Linked DNA regions of Xenopus laevis: region 2 is linked to region 1. Evidence: chromatin contacts called from public Hi-C data. All regions are on one chromosome and are shown on one strand. The core of a region is the stretch at or near the end of the contact, and the rest is flanking DNA. Distances in the headings are between cores, read along the strand shown.

Region 1 (3,936 bases), core at 927-3,426:
AAAGGAAATCATTTATAAAAATGTGGATTATGTGGAGTCTCTGGGAGCTCCCATAATTCTGAGCTTTCTGAACAATGGGTTTCCAGATAACGGATCCCATACCTGTACTTTTCCTTTAAAAGATAAAATTGAAACCACCCCAAGTGTGATAAAGTGATTTCCCTTTATTTCTCCTTTAAAATACATTTGGAAAGTACTGTAACTGTAAGGGCAAGATCAAACACTACAGTAACTTTTGGACACTCACCTGATGCCTCCAACTACACACAGAGGAGCACACCTCAGGGAATTTCCACTAGGCGAAATAAAATACACAGTTTGCAAATGTAACAGATATAAACTTTATATAAACAGTAGTGAAAGAAATTGGGCAATATAATACACAATGCCCTCCTGCACTGGGGACATGTGGGACCTACCTATCTCACTATTAGGTACCTGACTGTTTCTCCAACACAGTCCTTTTTATTATTAAAGTCCCAATCCTCTGGAAGAGGTTATAACACACAGTTCAGTTCAATTGAAATGTCCCTTCCCCAGAGCTCTTATACCCCAGGTAGTGCTACCTTTCCCAAAAGTATCTCTCCCTTTAGAACTTAGCAGCAGATCCCACATAGCAGGCAAATGCACAAGACCTGTCCTCAAATTGGGGCCCCACACTTGTATCCGTGCCAGTATCCTCTCTTGTGTGGCTCACTCAACGGAGTGCTCTCAGAGGCAGTCACACTGGAGATTACAGGCAGCTCTGCAGCAGGATCAATCTCACTATTGACATCTTTCTACTTCTGAATCTCTAGCAGTTTGGCAGGGAACAGGATGGGCTCTCTGTACTTCCACAGCTGCAACAGCTTGGACAGTCTCACAAGAACTGGTTCTGGCTGGATGTTTCAGCATACCACCCCTGTTAAACTCTGTTGGAGACCCTGCACAAAATGGCTCCAAAATCAGGCACACCCTGTCTCCTAAGGATGCACTGGGACGCCCAGCCAATCGGACGGCTCTCCAGCCTGATGATGTCACAGACAGAAAAAAAGGAGAAGGATTTCTCTGATCCCCTACATTCCCCTCACAAAAGGATTAAGAAACTGGTTCCTCCTGGGTTCTCCTGGGGATCCTTTGAACAACCCAGTGCCACCCAGGCTGCCCAGTGGCTAATTGAATTGATGCCCTGCTGGTGATCCTTCCTGATTGCTTCACCATAGGGCAAGGGTGCCAAGTAGAAGGTGGGCTGCATCAATGGAGGGTGAGTGTCCTTCCACAATACTAATATCACATGTCCCCTAAGTATATAAAGCAAAACTGATAGTGGCAAACTTATAACTGTCTAAATATATTACAGTGATATATGCACATTTCTGTTTTACTTTTATGACACTCCCCCCCCCCCCCATTAGACATGAAAGATCCAGCAGTAACTGTGCAGCAAACACATCTGTGCTAAGTCTGTGACTCCCATGGAATCGCATGTAAAGATTCGGGAACAGAACTGCGCACAGGGCCAGGATTTTGGCTCCTGTGGGTTTAGTGCCATTAAATTCTCTGTATGAAGATTTCAATGCAGTGTCGGTTCATGTCATTCCCACTTGTATGAAATAGCGTCAAGCGACGTATTGAATGATCATTTATGATTGTAAGTGCAATTTATGCCTTTATTAAAGGTACTTGTGTCTTCTGTGTAGTTGTCTTGTGCACATCTGGTCCATCCTGCCTCTTCTAATGAATAGGGAGTAAGTGCAATTACTGACGCCGGGGAACAGGGCTGGACTGGAAGTAAAAAGCAGCCCTAGCAAAAAAAATCAAAGCAACCCTCATTTAAATGTGTGACATTGGCAGCCCCCCCCAAGTTAAAAAAAAAAAAAAAAACATTGGTCAGGGATTTAAAAAAAAAAAACAAACAAAAAAAAAACTGGGGTTCAGTAGAAACTTACCTTTTAAATTTGGCAGACAGTCTTCTTCCTCCTAGAAGACAGCAGCTTCTCCATTGTCCTCTGTAGCTTCGGCTCCATTTGGCTGCTTTGGCTCTTTTGGGCGCTTCATCTCCCATTTGTCGCTTCAGCTTCCATTTGGCAGCTTTAGCTTTTTATTCGGTGGCTCCTGGCTTTGCCGGCCCACTTAAATTTATCTGGTTCGGGCCTTTGCTTGACAGATTACCGGTCTGGGATTGCTGGGCAGGGTCGGGTCAGGCTGACTGTGTCACCCCCCTCACACATGTCCATGCACAATTGAGCATGCGTCCGTGTGTTATCAAAGAGCCTGCACAAACAGACGGAAATACACTTAACATGAGTAGGGAACAGGGGAGGTATGTGCCTGGGCCTACCCCAGTTCTGGCCCTGCCAGTATTGGACTGGGACACCAGGGACCCACCCAAAAACCTTAGACCAGGGGCCCACCCTCAGTACTATTATTCTTCCTCTCCTCACTCAACCTCTGTTTCTTTACATACTATAATCTACTATTCCATCTATTTAGCCTCTTTGTTATTATAGAAATAAAAAAAGAGGATAACCTGCGGGTTGCGGGTAGAAGTTTCGGTTCTGCGGGTGTGCGGGTCGCTAGTCTTCTCAATAGCGATTTTTACTCCCTTTTTCTGGTCACACCTACTTCTAATGATGTCACTTCCGTTTTACAATGACAGCACTTTCTGTTTCTTGTTGGTCAGCAGGTCGCGGATCGGGTTGCGGATAAGGTACTTTGGGTCTGGTCGGGTCACGGGTCCAAGCGGGTAAGAATGCGGCTTGCGGGTCGGGTTCGGATTTAATAAATTGATTCCGCACAGGACTCTACTGCAAATACCATGGAATTCTGGGGGAAATGCTGCATTGTGGGTAAGAAACATGTCCAAAATTGCACTTTGCACAAGGCACCTGGTAAAAAAGCTTTATATTGCACATTGGGCCTTATTCACATTTATAGGTGCGTTGGTGCTAGAGGTAAGAAAGACACATGCTGTATGTATAGTTGCACTGGACTAGCGCACAATTTACTGGTTATCAGTAATTACTGTGGAAGTTTTTGGGATAAAAATATATAGGAGAACCGTTTGTATCATTAACAAGTCAGGAGGAGGGGGGATCTATTGCCTGTATGAGTTTAAGGGCAGAGACACACACTGCTATTTTGGGAGATTATTCGCCCAGAGACAAATCGTTTCTTCTTCTGGCAACTAATATCCCAGAACTGCCTTCCCACCGGCTAGAATGTATGGCACTCAAAACACTTTGTTTCCCTAAGTCGCCCGAAGTTGCCTCGCGAGTAAACTTCGGGTGACTTTGGAAAGCTGTACTGATCTGAGTGCCATCCCGCCGGCGATTTACATTCTAGCCGGCGGGAAGGCAGTTCTGGGAGATTAGTCGCCTGACGAAGATGCGATTTGTCACTGGGCGAGTAATCTCCCGAAATAGCAGCGTGTGTCTCTGCTCTTAAATAAAAAGGTAAAAGTACCTGATCTCAGTCATTCCCTCTGTATACATACTGTATCTTTAATAAGAAGCAAGTTCTGCATTTATATGGAGATTGTATCAGATCTGGTTGGATCATTGCATAGACACTGGGGTGAATGGGCAGTGCCAACAGCCAATATACTGTCCATTAAAGTGCCCATTTATATTTGATGGGTATAACATATGGGAGAAGCCAGGAAGAGCGGTTACGTGCCTAGCGCTATAATGACGGCTATAAGCAGCACTTCCTCGGAGAAGATGAAGCCATAAATCAAGAGATCCCCATAAATAGAACTTACGCTTCTCCATGAAATTAACCCTGCAGGTGCCTGCAGTAGTTATACCTTATATAATAAACCTACAGTGCACTGGTTAAAGTCTTATCTAATGTAAGAAGAAAGAGCATGAAACAATGAAAGTTGGGAAAGAGGGTTAAATGGATCTATCCGTTATTTCTCAGGTTATTGATTCCATCATACTTTTGGTCACTGAG
Region 2 (4,179 bases), core at 358-2,857, 190 kb before region 1:
CTGGGCCCCCTACACTCCTGGGCCCCCCTGCAACCGCAGGGTCTGCTTCCTCTATAGTTACGCCCCTGCTTGGAGGCAAGTTTTGGTTTCATAAAAACCAGGTGTACTGCCAAACAGAGTCTCAATGTAGGTTGACAATCCACATAGGGGCTACCAAATGGCCAATCACAGCCCTTATTTGGCACCCCAGGGACATTTTTCATGCTTGTGTTGCTCCCCGACTCCTTTTACTTCTGAAGTCTTGGAAGTTATCTGTATGTATATATGAGCCCCTGCCTACCCCCAGCTGCTGCTTGTTTATCAGACTTACAGATAAGGAGGAGTTTATTATACAGGGAAGGGTAAATGAAATAGCTGCCTGCTCCTTCTTCCACAATTGCCCTGAAAAGATCCCCATACACTGGCCAGCACTGGTGACTCCAGATTGAGTCTGGCTTCCCTCTGGTTGGGGATCAGTCAAATTTAGCTTAAACTAAAAGTACTTTTAATCTTACTGTTCTGCCCTGGGAATGATACAGAAATCACATCTGTGCCCCATGACATGCGAGATATCAAACCTCTCTATGAATTCACAGATGCTCCGCACAATCTTTGTTTATGTATTGAAGCAGAATGGGGGAATACTGCATCTGTAAACATGAACTGCAGCCCTAGGACATAGAATAAAGCATCAGGAATGCTGGTTAAGTATTGCCATGAATAGCTACGGCTTATACTATGTCCACGTAGGGCCAGTCTCATTACTATACCAGCTCTGCAAAAAAGCATCAGAAGCATTTTTATTTTCAAGGTTGGATTGGGCAGGTGGGACACCGGGGAAAAACCTGGTGGGCCCCTCCAGCCCGATCCCCATAGGCACTCCCCCAGGCCGCTGATCTCCCTTCTGGTGGCCCCTGTAGGGGGTGTTGGGGTGCAGCAGGGGCCCCTGGGGCCACCGTGGATCCTGCACCCATCAGTTCTTCCCTTTTAAAGTCTTTTACTACAGTATACATATACCGGTACATAGGAAGCTACCCGCTCATACATGGCAGCTCCCACTCATATGAAAAAATACAAACATACAGAGACTGAATAGTCCCTGCCTATGATAATCTGGCCTATCTTAATAAACAGGACAGGCTCTCATAAGATTTGGGTTAACCTGTTACAGACGGGGTGGGTTCGGCACACGGGGCTCATTTTGCAATGGAAAGTTGAATATACATAGAAACTGGGAATAAGTCAAGTTATTTATGGCTATTTGCTGCTACTCACAGTTCAGCTTCAGTCTGGCTTGAGAGATCTGAGTCACTTGCAAATTGCTGGCGTGTGTAGGTGGAAAGCAGGGTTTCTTATGGGGCAACAAAAGCCAAATTCACTGGGCGGTGCCAGGCTAAGAATCAGCTATGCACTCAAGAAATGTCCCTTTTTTAGAAGGGGATCATATTGGGGTCTCACACCCATAGTAAGGAATCTCTGGTCTATATCCTAAGGGTGTATATGAAGTTATCTGGAGGCAGTAGTTCTGCACTTGGTTCTCATACCAGACTCCTACTGACTGCAGGACTGACTGCATTGTTGCCTTTCAGCCGTGTCCAAACTACGTGTCCATGGAGCTCACAAACACTGTCATTTAGGGACAGGCCGACCCCACCAGACTGTGAGGCGCCATTAGGGCTGTAAAGGGGCGGTTCACCTTTAAACACTTTTTTTCAGTTCAGTTGGTTTCAGATTGTTCACCAGATATAAAGAATTTTCCCAATTACTTTCTACTTTCTATTTGTGACCGGTTTACTAATATTAAAGTGTAAAGTACAATTTTTCACCTTCTAAAGCAACTCTGGGAGGAGGGGGGGGGTCGCCGACTCTTTAACTGTTCTAAATTGATACATTTAGTTGATACATTTCTTATCTTTGTCCCTGCTGAGCAGAATCCCTGAGTTTCAATATAGGCAGCTGTTAGAATTGATACTATAGTTGCTAATACTTCAGAGATGCTGCTGAGAAATGGATCAACTAATTGTATCAACTTAATGGAGCAAATTATAACAGTTCAGATGCTCCTGGTCGAGTCCTGCAGTGGGTCGGGTGACTGCGGGTTACCCGCGAAAACTTGCAGTGCCCTGCGTGTAGATGTTCGGGGTGCGGGTATAGACGCGGGTCACGGGTCGGGCTGCGGGTCTTCTCAATAGAGATTTTTACTCCTTTTTTCAGATAACGCCTACTTCTGATGATGTCCGGTTTACAATGACAGCACTTCCTGATGGTCACTGGGTCCGGGTTGCGGATAAGGTACTTGAGGGTCGGGCAGCGGGTGGTAAGAATGCGGGTTGCGGGTCCGGGTTGCAGATTACAGGTTGCGGGTACGGGTTCCAAAAAATGAACCTGCGCTGGACTCTAGCTCCTGGATCACTGAGCTGCCAGACTGAAACACTACAGACACCAACATTAAATTTAAAACGTACATTTTGGGGAAACCGGTAAAAAATAAAAGACGGAAAGCAATTGAAAAAAAGTCTTTGTTTATGGAGAAAACTGAAAAAAGTGTTTGGAAGGTGAACAACCCCTTTACGTTAACTTTTAGTATGTTATAGAATGGCCAACTATTCAATTGGTCTTCATTATTCATTAGTTGTAGCTTTAAAATTATTTCTTCTTCTGACTCTTTCCAGCTTTCAAATGGGGGTCACTGACCCCATCTAATCAACAAATACTCTGTAAGGCTACACATGTATTGTTATTGCTGCTTTTTATTACTCATCTTTCTGTTGAGCCCCCTCTCCTATTCATACTCCAGTCTCTTATTCAAATCAATGCATGGTTGCTAGGGCAATTAGGAACCTAGCAACCCGAGTGCTAAAACTGCAAAATGGAGAACTGCTGAATAAAAAGCTAAATAATTTAAAAACCACAAATAATTAAAAAAGACCAATTGCAAATTGTCTCAGAATATCACTCTCTACATCATACTAAATGTTAACTCAAAGGTGAACGACCCCTCTATTGGTCCACGGCAGCAAAAGGAGGTACCCCTAAGGGACCTACATTCTCACCAAAGAGCATATGTGATGAACCCAAGTCTTCTTATGTTGTTACTCGAAAGCAGTGATCAAATCACCTTGTGAAATGGGCAGTAACCATGAACTGATGACATTTACACAGCTTGGCCAAAAGCTAGAGAAATTGGCAGTTGTGGAGTCAGCTGACGAGATATGGATCACTGCAACTGGGGCTGATCTAGCCTTCCCTCCTTAAAAATATCCCCTTCAGGTGGGACACACAACGGCTCCATTGTTAACAACTTTTTTTTTACCCTCTTAGTTTAGTTCTTGGAGACTGACCGAGCCTTTTCCAAAGCAATGCAGCTATTTATTTAAAGGGATCCTGTCATCGGAAAACATGTTTTTTTCAAAACGCATCAGTTAATAGTGCTACTCTACCAGAATTCTGCACTGAAATCCATTTCTCAAAAGAGCAAACAGATTTTTTTATATTTAATTTTGAAATCTGACATGGGGCTAGACATATTGTCAATTTCCCAGCTGCCCCTGGTCATGTGACTTGTGCCTGCACTTTAGGAGAGAAATGCTTTCTGGCAGTTTCTGCTGTTTTTTCTTCTCAATGTAACTGAATGTGTCTCAGTGGGACATGGGTTTTTACTATTGAGTGTTGTTCTTAGATCTACCAGGCAGCTGTTATCTTGTGTTAGGGAGCTGCTATCTGGTTACCTTCCCATTGTTCTGTTGTTTAGCTGCTGGGGGGGAAAGGGAGGGGGTGATATCACTCCAACTTGCAGTACAGCAGTAAAGAGTGATTGAAGTTTATCAGAGCACAAGTCACATGACTTGGGGCAGCTGGGAAATTGACAATATGTCTAGCCCCATGTCAGATTTCAAAATTGAATATAAAAAAATCTGTTTGCTCTTTTGAGAAATGGATTTCAGTGCAGAATTCTGCTGGAACAGCACTATTAACTGATTCATTTTGAAAAAAAAAATTTTTCTCATGACAGTATCCCTTTAAGATGAGGTGCACCCAAATAAACTAGATCACTCACTCCCGGAACACTGAACATACCAATGCAAGAACCGTTTTATTGTAAATAATATGAGAAGTTTGATACCTGACCAGCAGATTTTTTAACAAATTCCATATAAAAGTGGTTGTGATATTATATAAAACCAAGCTGTACCACTGAAT

The links. A called contact is a pair of places that touch in the nucleus more often than the background predicts.
Region 2: a contact with region 1 is called in a Hi-C map of the XTC cell line, with 3 times the contacts expected there. The contact joins two enhancer-like sites. A contact is called at or near these places in 2 of 4 Hi-C or Micro-C datasets (the XL177 cell line and the XTC cell line).

Annotation. Positions count from the first base shown.
Region 1 is chr4S:121,321,816-121,325,751 of Xenopus_laevis_v10.1, reverse strand. No RefSeq gene overlaps it. Among protein-coding and RNA genes, the nearest start is that of mitf.S, 28 kb to the right of the region's middle. Within about 2 kb of position 2,176, at least 1 of the 7 cell types and tissues checked has an H3K27ac peak or open chromatin away from gene starts, as enhancers often do.
Region 2 is chr4S:121,510,594-121,514,772 of Xenopus_laevis_v10.1, reverse strand. frmd4b.S (FERM domain-containing protein 4B) reads right to left here. Exons shown (of 23, transcript XM_018261475.2): 23 at 4,054-4,179. Among protein-coding and RNA genes, the nearest start is that of LOC108715918, 19 kb to the left of the region's middle. Within about 2 kb of position 1,607, at least 2 of the 7 cell types and tissues checked have an H3K27ac peak or open chromatin away from gene starts, as enhancers often do.